Regions from separate parts of the Gossypium hirsutum genome. Here all the other regions are linked to region 2. The links are chromatin contacts, called in public Hi-C maps. All regions are on one chromosome and are shown on one strand. The core of a region is the stretch at or near the end of the contact, and the rest is flanking DNA. Distances in the headings are between cores, read along the strand shown. Region 1 holds the start of LOC107897556 (ras-related protein RABB1b). Region 2 holds the start of LOC107897553 (E3 ubiquitin-protein ligase MIEL1). Region 3 has its middle 11 kb from the start of LOC121209175.

What was found. Hi-C and Micro-C count contacts between places; a contact is called where the count stands out from the background.
Region 1: a contact with region 2 is called in a Hi-C map of leaf, with 4 times the contacts expected there. The contact joins the promoter of LOC107897556 here to the promoter of LOC107897553 in region 2. A contact is called at or near these places in 9 of 34 Hi-C or Micro-C datasets (anther, fibers, leaf and 1 more).
Region 3: a contact with region 2 is called in a Hi-C map of leaf, with 2.6 times the contacts expected there. The contact joins the enhancer-like site here to the promoter of LOC107897553 in region 2. A contact is called at or near these places in 2 of 34 Hi-C or Micro-C datasets (anther and leaf).

What each region holds. Positions count from the first base shown.
Region 1 is chrA10:21,684,227-21,688,474 of Gossypium_hirsutum_v2.1, forward strand. LOC107897556 (ras-related protein RABB1b) reads right to left here and starts at 1,908. Exons shown (of 6, transcript XM_016823045.2): 1 at 1,688-1,908; 2 at 1,432-1,571; 3 at 1-62. The coding sequence starts at 1,733.
Region 2 is chrA10:21,834,723-21,838,498 of Gossypium_hirsutum_v2.1, forward strand. LOC107897553 (E3 ubiquitin-protein ligase MIEL1) reads left to right here and starts at 2,254. Exons shown (of 12, transcript XM_016823040.2): 1 at 2,254-2,546; 2 at 2,640-2,727; 3 at 2,870-2,926; 4 at 3,022-3,054; 5 at 3,150-3,227; 6 at 3,385-3,428; 7 at 3,524-3,564. The coding sequence starts at 2,494.
Region 3 is chrA10:21,968,955-21,972,721 of Gossypium_hirsutum_v2.1, forward strand. No RefSeq gene overlaps it. Among protein-coding and RNA genes, the nearest start is that of LOC121209175, 11 kb to the right of the region's middle. Within about 2 kb of position 2,492, at least 3 of the 9 cell types and tissues checked have an H3K27ac peak or open chromatin away from gene starts, as enhancers often do. A contact at or near this core is called in leaf, where this site is marked.

The sequences.
Region 1 (4,248 bases), core at 658-3,157, 150 kb before region 2:
AGAGCTCCTGCTGCTCCTCTATAGTAAGATCTGGTGATGGACCTGAAGGATTCTTGCCCAGCCTGAAATATAATCATGCATAAGCTCTGGCTCAAATCCATCAAAATGATGAACAATGAAATAGAAAATAAAAAAGAAGGAAAAGAAAAATAGTTGAGATAACTACAAGCTCAGTTAGATGTTAACAAGCTGGGCAATAGATGAGCTCAAGCCAAAGTGCAAAAACCTTGTTCAAACTCAGCTCAGCCTACTTATCTGGCTTTGATTGAAACCAAGCTCTCTTTTATATCCTCAAAAGTTTCAAACTTTAGCCTACCTTTACGAACTAATCACAACCCAAATATCAATATTCAACTAACATTACCATTTTCTGTTGGGTACACTTTCAGCATTTAAATTTGGCAGTGAAAAAAAAGGTGGGAAAGAGAAGCATATAAATAGATGTAGATTCCCACTACAGTTTCTTTAAATTCCATCTCTCAACCATAAAATGGCTCCATTTTTACCTAGATATAAACATTTTAAAGAAAATCATAAACATTGGATTCCTTTTAATCTATCCATATATGGTTCTTAATGATATAAAATTCGAATCAAGACTTGAATTATGTTAAAAGATGCTTAAGCTAAATGTAGTCTGCTTGCAAAAAGAAGAAGAATACGCCAGCAAGCATTTACTAAGCTTGTTTATGAACAACTTATTGAACTTGTTCGTGAACATAAACAAGTCACATTTATTGATGTTCAACTCATTCGTTTTCTTAACAAGTGTTAAAATCTTGTTCAAAACTTAATAAATGAATATGATGACCCTAAACCAAACCCATTTATAAACTGCTTACTGAATGCTCTATTCATTTATAGCACTAGAGATAACATAAGCCATTGAATTCATTAATAAGCTAAGTTTCGACGGTTCCACATTCCTTGAGTAGGAAGCAAGCGAAAAAAGAATAAATAACCACCCAATATAGTCTCCTCCCCATGAAAGAAGGTAGAGTTCCTACACAAAAACAACTAAAAGATACCTAATGTCATCAAAAATATAATCCCCTGAAAAACGAGTCACCAAAGGCTTTCACTTTCACCTCCGTTTACTCTCACCATTAAGCCAACTAAAAGCCAATCAAATAGACAAACAAATAAAACTGCGCTTTTCGTCGGAAAAAGAATTTCAATTCCGACAAAACTCTACTCTAAACTTAGCACATAATCATATTCTTTGGGGGCCCCTAGCCCTAAGTTCTTCTAGACCCAACAGCCATAGTTCCTTGCTTAATAACCAAAATCTTTCGTAACACTCTTTGGCTTCTAAACCTAAATTATTCATATGCCAAAGCTAAAAATTCTAAAATTTTAATACCCTTTCCAGAAAACAACACAACAGAGTGCGCGTGTGTATATATAAGGTTAAAGAGTTAGGGTTTTTACAGTATCCCAAATCTGAAGCTTGATGGGCCTGCCATCTATGGTGACCATCCGAGCACCAAATTCAACACCGATGGTTAGATCATGAACTGGTTGGAATCTCTTGTCTGTAAACTGCAAAAGCAAACATGACTTTCCTACACCTGCAACACAAAAAAATCAAATCAAATCCCCAAAAAATTTGAAAGCATTTCTAAATGATACTTAAAAAAAAAAGAAAAATCAAATTGGGAAATTTTCAAACAGAGAAGTAAGCTACCAGTGTCACCGATGATTATGTACTTAAAAAGATAGTCGTAAGACATGGTTTGAGTGCGTCGTCGAATTCAAGGTTGTTCGTCCCCCTGTCCGAATTTTTTTTTCGCAGTAAAGAGAGGGAGAGGACAGAGGAGTAATGTAGAAGAAAAAAGAACGATACGGTTCACTGTTCGTCGTTGCTTCTGTTTTAGTTTTGGTTGAAATTCTAAGGCTTTTATTTATTTATTATTATTATTATTAATTATTTTCCTTTTACATGGACGAGGAAATTGTTGGGTGTTCAATCGGAGCCGATTATAATTAGAATTTTTTTTAAATAATTTTTATTTTTATACTTTTATACATATTTTTATTTAATCTTTTAAATTAATTTCCTTTTTTAGATAATTCAGCTTTTATCTCTCAATTAAGAAATAAAAATATTAACTTTTAAGGTACTTTCAAATATAGCTACTAAAATTACTATTGAGATAATATATTAGGAGTTAGATTATATTTTGTCTTTTCTATTAAAAATAAGCGATTTAGTTTCTATAGATTATATTAAAAAGTAAATTGATTATTTTTATTAAAAAATTGATGAAATAACTAGACACGTCACATATACCTTATGCTAATGTACAATGATAATTTTTTAACAATAAAAATGAATGAAACTTTTAATAAAAGCATCAATTTGCTATTTGACCTAACATATAAGATTAATCTACCCATTTTTTAAGTAGAAGGAGCAAAATATAATTCGACTCCTAGTATAGGGGTCTCTATATTATTTCTACCTTCAATGATATTAATGTATCTTTGTCTCTACTTCAAAAGAGGAAGAATAGAAATGGAGTCTAGAAATACTAGTGAAAAAAAGAAAAACTATTCAAAAGTGTCGTGAAAAGTGAGTATATTCAGAGAGGGCAACAAAGTTGCCGATAGACTGGCAGCAATGGCACTTTCAAGACCTTTGGGTAGATATAGATATATGCAATCTTTAGAGGAAATTCTCCAAAGATTACATGATGATTGCTCTGAAATGCTTAACATCGTTTAGTCTAGTTATGATTTTATCTATTTTCATGTACCAAAAAAGAAAAAAGTGAATGGAACATAGTTCTAAGAATATAGAAGAACAACCTATTAATTCATGTGACCAAAATATCATTAAATTAGGTGACATTGCATTTCGTATTGCAATTTCGGAGATCTAAGAAGACATTGTAAAATAGTTAAAGATTGATTTAGTATAGAAGTTGAAAAATTATGTGAAAAAGAGCTTTTTAAGTAAATAAAACCTTAGTAGATTTGATTTCCAAACAGAGCAAATCTAGGAAAGCATTGGAAATTCGAAAGGAGCAGGGGTATACCCCTTTTGCACATTGCCATGTTGAGCAGTGGAAAGATAAATCATCGGAGGTCATCGGGGGATTGTAATTACATATTTGTTTATCTAATTTATTATTAAAGAAATTGCTATTATTATTTTCAGTCTTTATTTCTTTATTTAGTTTATTAATAAAGACATTGTTATTATTATTTTCAATCTTTATTTGTAGGTATTAAATAAATTGTTTAATAATAAAGTTTTATAGTAAATCTTAAATATCCTTAATCAAAGTTTTAAAAGTTCCTATTGATGTTATTTGAAGTTTTTGAATGTTAATGGTAGATTTTGATGCTTGAAAATGAAATAAGACTATTTTGTTTAGTGAATTTTTGTTCGTTTTGAGTTTAGGGACTAAAATATAATAATGTAAAGTTTGATATGAAATTTCTAAAATTTATGTATTTAGACGGCTATATAGGGATGTAATTGAAATTGAATTGTAAAATAAAGCTTGAATTTGAAAGATATAATAGTTTCGGTTTTAGGGATTAAATTGAATAAAATGTAAAACTTGAGGGATTATTCGATAGATAAATTAAATTGTCATATAACTTTAGTATGCTGTTAAACGAGGGCTGTAATTGATAATTGAACTAAATTATGGTTTAGATTGGAGAATTTCAACAATTGGAGGATATACATAGAAAAAGGGAAAATTACTGAATTGTCCCTGATGCCTTATCCGTTGTTGTTTTTGTCAGGTAAGTTCATATGGGACTTAATTTTTAAATTCATAATGTAGTTGTAATACTCTAATTTGCCTTTTAGATAATATTGCTAAGTATATATATTGTCTCAATAGCAAACGGATTAATTCAATAAGACTTGAAATGTATGATAAATATGGGAATATACGTAACATCGAAAGAATGTAAATTTTTATACGAATGGATTAATTTGTAAGAAATGTTAATAAATGATTTGGTAGCTGGTAATGATTAATCAAATCATATTGGTGTGAATTTGATTAATTACTGAGATATATGACTTAAATGAAAGGTATTTAGATATGTATAGGTTAATTAAACTTTGTGTAGAGTATTGCACGATATTTAGATGAATTTGATATATGCTTTAGTTATTGGAAATATTGTGATAAGATGAATGTACTGAATTTTGAATAAGTGCTTCTAATAGCACTATGGTGCTCCTAACCATACTTTCGTACTCTTGATAGCACAACGGTG
Region 2 (3,776 bases), core at 1,004-3,503:
CTACCAGGCGCTTTTAGAGGCGCCATATCAAAAAGTGCCCTTTTGATTTCCTCATCTGTGACTTCAGCTTCCAAAAAAGAGATTTCTGAAAGAGTAAGGTTAGGAAAACCAAAACAAGGCATACCTCTTAAAATAGGGGGAGTCTCGCCATACAGCCTTTCAAAGAATTCTACCGCTTTAGATTGTAAGATATCTTGATCAGAACACCAATCTCCACCATCTATATGTAAGGTAGAAATGCGATTGAATTTCCTTCTCTTAATCGTGCGACTATGATAGAATTTTGTGTTTTTATCTCCTAACTGCAACTAGTCACAATGAGCCTTTTGTCTCCAAAGTAAGTCTTCATGGTCAAGGATGTTTTCCAATTCATCACGAACTTCCAATTCTTTCTGAGCTGACTAGATGAAAAATGGTTAATGGCCTTTTGAATATTACTAAGTGATCTCAAAAGGAGATGTTTTCAAACACCCAAAAAACCATACACATCCCTATTCTAAAGTTTAACAGAAAAAGTAAAATTATTAAGAGAATCAACCATATTACCAACAAAATTCCACTTATCTTTAACAAATGTGGGGAAAGATTTATGCTGCATCCATCCTGCTAAAAATCTGAAAGGTCTTCCTTTAGGAACGCCATGATTCGGACTAGTGGATAGCAAAAGAGGCTGATGTTTAGATTTAGTACGAGTGAACCAAGCACTGCAGAAAAGTTAGCATCCAATCATCATTTGCTAAAGCCCGATCCAATCTTACAAAAGTACCACCGCATTGTCATGTGAAGGAGGGTCCACGAAACCCTAAATCCTGCAAAGCACAAGAGTCAACGAAATTACAAAAAAATTCATAGCGTTTACCTATATTAAAAGGGCTTTTCTTATCTGCAGGAGATAAAATAGCGTTAAAATCCCCCATGATGAGCCAAGGAATAGGCTAGACTAGAGATACAAATTTTAAACTATCCCAAAGGAGCTTGCGTTTCAACCTGTCAGGGCTACCATAAACAAAAGTGATTAAAAGAGACTTATTTAAAATAAAATTGTCAACGCTACGGGAAATAAATTGAGGATGGTTACTACATAATGCGAATTCTAAAAGAATCCTTCCATACAGCTTCAACCCGATGAGAAGAATTGAAGCCCAATTGTTCAATAATAAAATTGGTTTTTTTACCGCTTACTCTAGGTTCAACCAGACATACAATATTTGGACTATGCTCCAAATTATATTCGCGGAAGGCCTGAAAAAAATTTCTACTAGCACACCCTTGACAATTTCAAGAGAAAATTTTTAGATTAGGTACCATCAACATAAAAAACTATATAAATAAGAGAAAGAATATAAACATACTCTAGATTAGATGTTATTTTTAAACATACAATTGTATTCTAAATCATTAGTTTCCAAGAATATAATAAGAATTGCAATAATAATTATTATTGTGTTTTGTGACCATCAACGTGAACTCTACTGCTCATAAATAATTTGTTAAAATAAATAAAATTTGAATTAAACTAATTTTACTTTAATGCTTAAGTTAGGGTTTATTATGCCTAAATTTAAATATATTTAAAAGTTCATTAGTCGAGCTGACGTAATTTTTAATTTAATCCAAAGCTCAAAAGTTTTTTATGTCACTTAAAAAGGAAATTATATTTATCAATTTTTTTTTCATTAATTTATCACTAAAAGATTCCTTTTTTTAACTTATTAAACTAAAATATGAGATTAATGATAGTAATAATATTATATAAATAAGAAAAGTTAAATTGCAAATTAAATTGAAAATGTAATCAATGTATTTTAATTTAGTAGAGTTTAAATTTTTTTATCCTTAATTTCTATTTTACTATTCATATCTCTCAACAATATCATCTCTAACATTTTGAATCTAAATTTTTTTCTGAAAAATACTCAACCTGTTATTCATGTTTTTCTTTGGATAATGCAATAAGGAAAACCATAATTCAGGTTTTAAGTTTAATCAATTGATATGAAGGAAGAACAATTTTTGGATTCAGCTTCAAGTTGAATGGAAACAAAAAGCGACTTGCACATGATTGTTAAAATGCCCCCAAAAAGAAAAATTACGGACTGAAACACGATTCGCTGACACTGCGGCAACTGGTCCCTCTCTCTTAGTCATCACTGGCAGGCACTCCCCCCACCTTATCCTTTGTCTCTCTCTCCCAACAGAATCTCATTATTTCTATTATTCAATAATTACTATTGCCTTTTTCTTTTTTTGGGTATTCAATTACTATTGCCTTTTAATGTAAGATAGCTATTGTTATATTTTTATATTTTTATATAAACGAGTGGCCCTTTGAAGGCGGGGTTGGGGTTCTTTTCTCTTCATTTAAGAATCCACGACAATCCAAGAAAATTTAAATCCCATCTTCCCAATTCAGGAAACCCCCTCTTCTTTCTTGGTTTCCTCTGGATAATCCAAGAAGAAAAGAACAAAATTTGTCTTCCAATTCTCCTGGAGATGGAGGCCTCTTCAGCCAATGAACGCCTTCATTTTGGGAAGATGGGATATGGGTATCTCTTCTTTCTTCTTATCCCTTTTTTGTTTTTTTGGGGGTCTTTTCCATCAATGATTCATTGGGTTTGTTTGTTTTTTTCCTTTTATAGATGCCAACATTATAGGAGGAGATGTAAGATTCGAGCTCCATGTTGCAACGAGGTTTTCTGGTGTCGCCATTGCCACAATGAGGCTTCGGTATTCGTTTTCAGCATTTTTTCTGCATTCCCCCCCCTTTTTTTTCTATGTTTTAAGCTGAAAGCTCCCACGTTTCTGACTGTTTATGCAATTTCTTGTTCTGGGTATTCATTGTATTTGGATTCACTTATTGGTTCTTCAGAGCTTGTTAAAGAACCCCATGGACAGGCACGAGATTGTTCGCCAAGGCGTTAAACAAGTACGAAATTGAAAATCGCTGTGTTTTTCTTTTCTTTCAATTTATTGTCTTTCTCTTTTCAAGTTAATCATTTGTGCCAATTTGTTTCTGTGTAGGTTATTTGTTCGGTTTGTGACACAGAGCAGCCGGTTTGTGTTTCAGATTTGTATCTTTTAAGACACAAAAGGACCCTTTTCTTTGGTTTATGTTTTCACTTTGGGTGTTGGTTTTTTATGTTGTGTAGGTCGCTCAACTTTGTTCAAATTGTGGCGTCAACATGGGAGAATATTTCTGTGCAATTTGCATGTTCTTTGATGATGATGTAAGTACTTAAGTTTTTTCAAGATATAACTAATGAAATAGTTGATAAACATTAGCTTAAGATATAAGGAATGGATGGGCGTTTGATCCTTGTGTGTTTTACTATATAATGTTTATTTTTTCCATTAATGTTTACCGTTCGGTTACATCTAACGCAGACCGAGAAGGAGCACTTTCATTGCCATGATTGTGGGATCTGCAGGTTAGTTACCAAGTTTTAAGTATATATGGCTGTTATTTTCGTCTTGATTGCTTGAATTCAAGCTATGAGACTTAATCGAATGATTTTTGATACAGAGTCGGAGGTCGTGATAACTTTTTTCATTGCAAAAAGTGCGGTATGTACTTAACACCTTTATATCCCATTTCTTACCTTATCATGCTTGGTTCAAAGTTCTTAGATTCAATCCCATTTTTTACTTTGAAATGGTATTTGTGGCTGATTTTTTATTTCATATTCAGTCGTATTCAATAATTTGCATTTTTCATTGGGTTGTTTCGAACTATTCTGGATTTTGCTGTCATGCACTTTCATAATCGTTCTTGTTTT
Region 3 (3,767 bases), core at 1,242-3,741, 130 kb after region 2:
ATTACAACATTATTCTTTTTGTCACATGGTTAGCATATAAGTTTCTTTTAACTTTAAAATATCACATTAACAAATTTAATGAAAAAAATTAATAATATTAACAATTAAAAATAAATTTTGAAAACTAAAAGATAAAAATATAAAATCCTTAAAAATAAAAATAAAAAAGATCAAAATTTAAATCTACGAAAAATATATAAATTTGGAGTATAGTTTAACCAAAAGAAAAATCTCAGTTTTTTTTTTAAATATTCTAAAACATTTTTTATTATTATAAAGAATTGGAAATCAAGTCGACCTTAAAAGCAAAACAATCAAGAAAGAAGGAAAGAGAAGCTAAAGCTTCAGCTAGAAACAGATGAGCCTCCATTTCATTCACCATTATTGATTTAAAAACCTGCCAGTAAGAAAAATCACTTTGGTTGAAGCTTAACTCAGACAGCATTGGCTCTTCACATTTAATAAATATGTTTTGGTTTTTTTATTTATAATTTATTTATGCTTTTTTAGATTTTTTTAAAAAATCATTTTTATTATTTTTATCCAAAAATGAATTTTTTAAAAAATATTTTTAATTTTAAAAATTTTTAGAATTAGAATTAAATTGATAAATTTTGTAAATGTTTAGGTATAAATTTATTAAATTTTTAGAATTAGAACTAAATGACAAATTTTGTAAATATTGAGAGCTAAATTTGTTGACCTTTTAGATTTAAAATCAAATTGAAAAAATGTATAAACATTGGAGGGCTAAATTTGTTACTATGTCAATAAAAAAGGACTCATGTTAGCTTCCTGGTTTAAGTATTTAACGATAGATGACTAAAATTTTAAAATTTGAAAATATTAGTGATGAAATTAAAAGTTTTTTAAAGTTGAGCGATGAAAATATAACCTACTCAAAAGTTGGGTGACCAAGTAGTTTACCCTAAATTCTTTTAGATGTGTGAGTTTTTTAGGGAGCTTTGTCTAATTTAAAAAGAAATAGTTAAAGAAATGTCAAATTATTTTTTACCACATATAGTTATATTGTTTTTTAAATATGATTTTTTTTTATATTTTTCAATTGAATTAGTACCCATCTAACTAGTACCGAAATCTTGAGAGTTTTATTACTGAAGTAGATATAAATTCATATAAAATAAATGTTTGAGTTGATGTAAAAAGTGGTAAATATTAAATTACTGAAAACAGGACAAGAGGTGAATTTGCTAGGTTGGCAGTGTGTGTCAATTTGACTAAGTCTTTGGTATTGAAGATCAGTGTGGAAAACCATATGCAAAGGGTGGAGTATGAACTCTCCCATACATTTGCTACAATTGTGGACACTATGGACATACAAGGGAGAGATTTTGTAGCCACGGCAACGGATAAAATGGCGACTACTAGACAAGAGGTGTTGAATGAACCATAACCAACAATATAACAGCGTGTAGAGGAGGAGGATTTTGGTTCATGGATGGTGGTGGAGAAACGTGGAAGACAACCGGCAAGGAGGAATGCAAAGTTGGTAAGCAGGAGTCTCGCCATAAATTCTAAAAATTCAAAATTTGACATTTCAATAGGGACGAGTAAAACTCAATTCGATTAAAAAATTAAAAAAATAGAATTTCGAGTTAATCGAATCAAGTTGATCGAATTATTCAAGTAAACTGAATAAGTAATTTGAGTTTTGAGTTCGATTTAAGTTGAATTTTACATTTCAAATAATTCGAATAACTTATTGGTATAAATATTCTTTTGGTCCCTATCAAGTTTGAAAATGAACAAATTGGTCTCTCTCAACAAAAATTACAAAATTATTCAAAATAATTTTCAAAAATTCAAAATAATTTTTAAAATTCAAAATATTTATAAAAATCCCAAAATTCATATTTTTTTAAATTATAAAATTTTTAAAAAATTCTAAAAAATATATAAAGAAAGTTAAAAAATTATTATTTTTAGAATAATAATTTTGGGGACTTAAAGAAGTTAATTAATGGTTCAAGTTTATCATACTAAAATATTTTTTCAACTATTTTGCTTTGAAAAAGTTTTCAAATATATATAGTTTCAAATTTATGTGCTTTAATATGAAATTCGTTATACATTTTAATTTGACATGGTTAATTTTTTAATTTAACTCGAATAATTTCACTCAATTCGACTCGATTTGAATTTCATCTCACTTGAATTGATCCAAAAAAAATTCAAATCTAGTTAGGATGATAAAATAGGACTCATCAACTCGAAATATTTTCACTCGATTCGACCGAACGCTGACACCTATATACTAACAAATTTGGATGATGAAAATCCCAGTAATTTAGGGACACAACAATAAAGGAGAGAATCGGGGAAGGCCAGCTCTGGGTTAAATCTGAAACATAAGGATGTTGCAGCGAATAATAATGGACCGAGAAGGGATAAGGGGAAAAGTGTTGTTGGGAGTGTTAATGGTTGGGCTGCAAATGGGTCCACAAGGAATGCCGGCCATTCGTCTTTGTATGGACCAATGGAATACAATAATAAAAATGGAGCGAGCTTAGCAAGATAGGACATAATGCTGAATAAGGTGGGGCCAAGTAAGCCCAAAAGTCAAGCTCCAAGCTTGGAAGGCTTCATTGCTACACTGATACAAACAAAATTAAACCCCAAGAATCATGTTGTTATTTCAGTAATGGGAAATTCAAAAATGGCGATTCAAGAGGCTTTGAGGCCAGATGCGATCAATGGGGATATGGCTACTGACTTGGATGGCAGTGTAGCGTCCAGATGGGTCAATCAAAAATCAGTATAGTCGAAGGATGTTAGGAAGGACATCCTGTGTCGGAGAGTTTGAATTAAAGACTACAGGAATTGCGCATTACCAATGGGTGTAGCTATCGAGGGTATCCTTAATAGGCTGGAACAACAAGAAGATAGCTTGGATGATGCTATGGGTGCTGATAGATGATGAAGTTTCCAGTGAAACCAAGTCCATGGTGGAGATCCATGATTAAGGAAGGAGCAGTAGTGATTTTTTTATGGACAGTAATATCGTTTTTTGGAATTGTCAGGGTGCTGGTCATCCGAGGTTTGATCGTATTGTGAAGGAATATATTCGTGAGAATAAACAGTGAATTATGACGTTGGTGAAGACAAGGCTGAGAGAAGAAAAAGTAGACAAGGTCATCGCTAAACTGGGGTTTCCTTTTTCTCGTAGAATTAAAGAGAATAGTTCATCTTACTCGTCTGTATTTGGTCAACTACTAACGACTTGAAAACAAAAGATTTCATATTCGACTATACAAAGCCTTGCACACATAAAGCTTTCACTAATGTGATTTAATAATTGTAGTATCAAAATGCAGATAAACGTTTGACCTCTTGGCGGATTATCCTTGTGAATTCTATCTTTACTAGTTGTCTTTGTGACCCACATGCATCTACTTCCTTAAAAAGAAATCCTTCCGGATTCTTACTTTAGAACTTATGAAAGAAAACTCGTAGATAACTCCCATAGCTCATCTTGTACCAATAAATCCCGATAACCAATTAAGATAAATCTTGACGAACAATTGTTGTTGCAGACTGCTATTAATAGCTTATCCTAACAAACTCAGATTCGTAGTACAATCAATGAGGATTCTTGCTTCAGACTCAAGTATGCAAAACATATTGACAGTTTCATAAAGAAGATCCCCGTTACGGACTAATAAAGAAGATCTATTCTTCTCAATCCAATAGACAAACCTAGCGGACCGTCGTATCTTGCCTCTATCTCACAATAACATATAACCCAT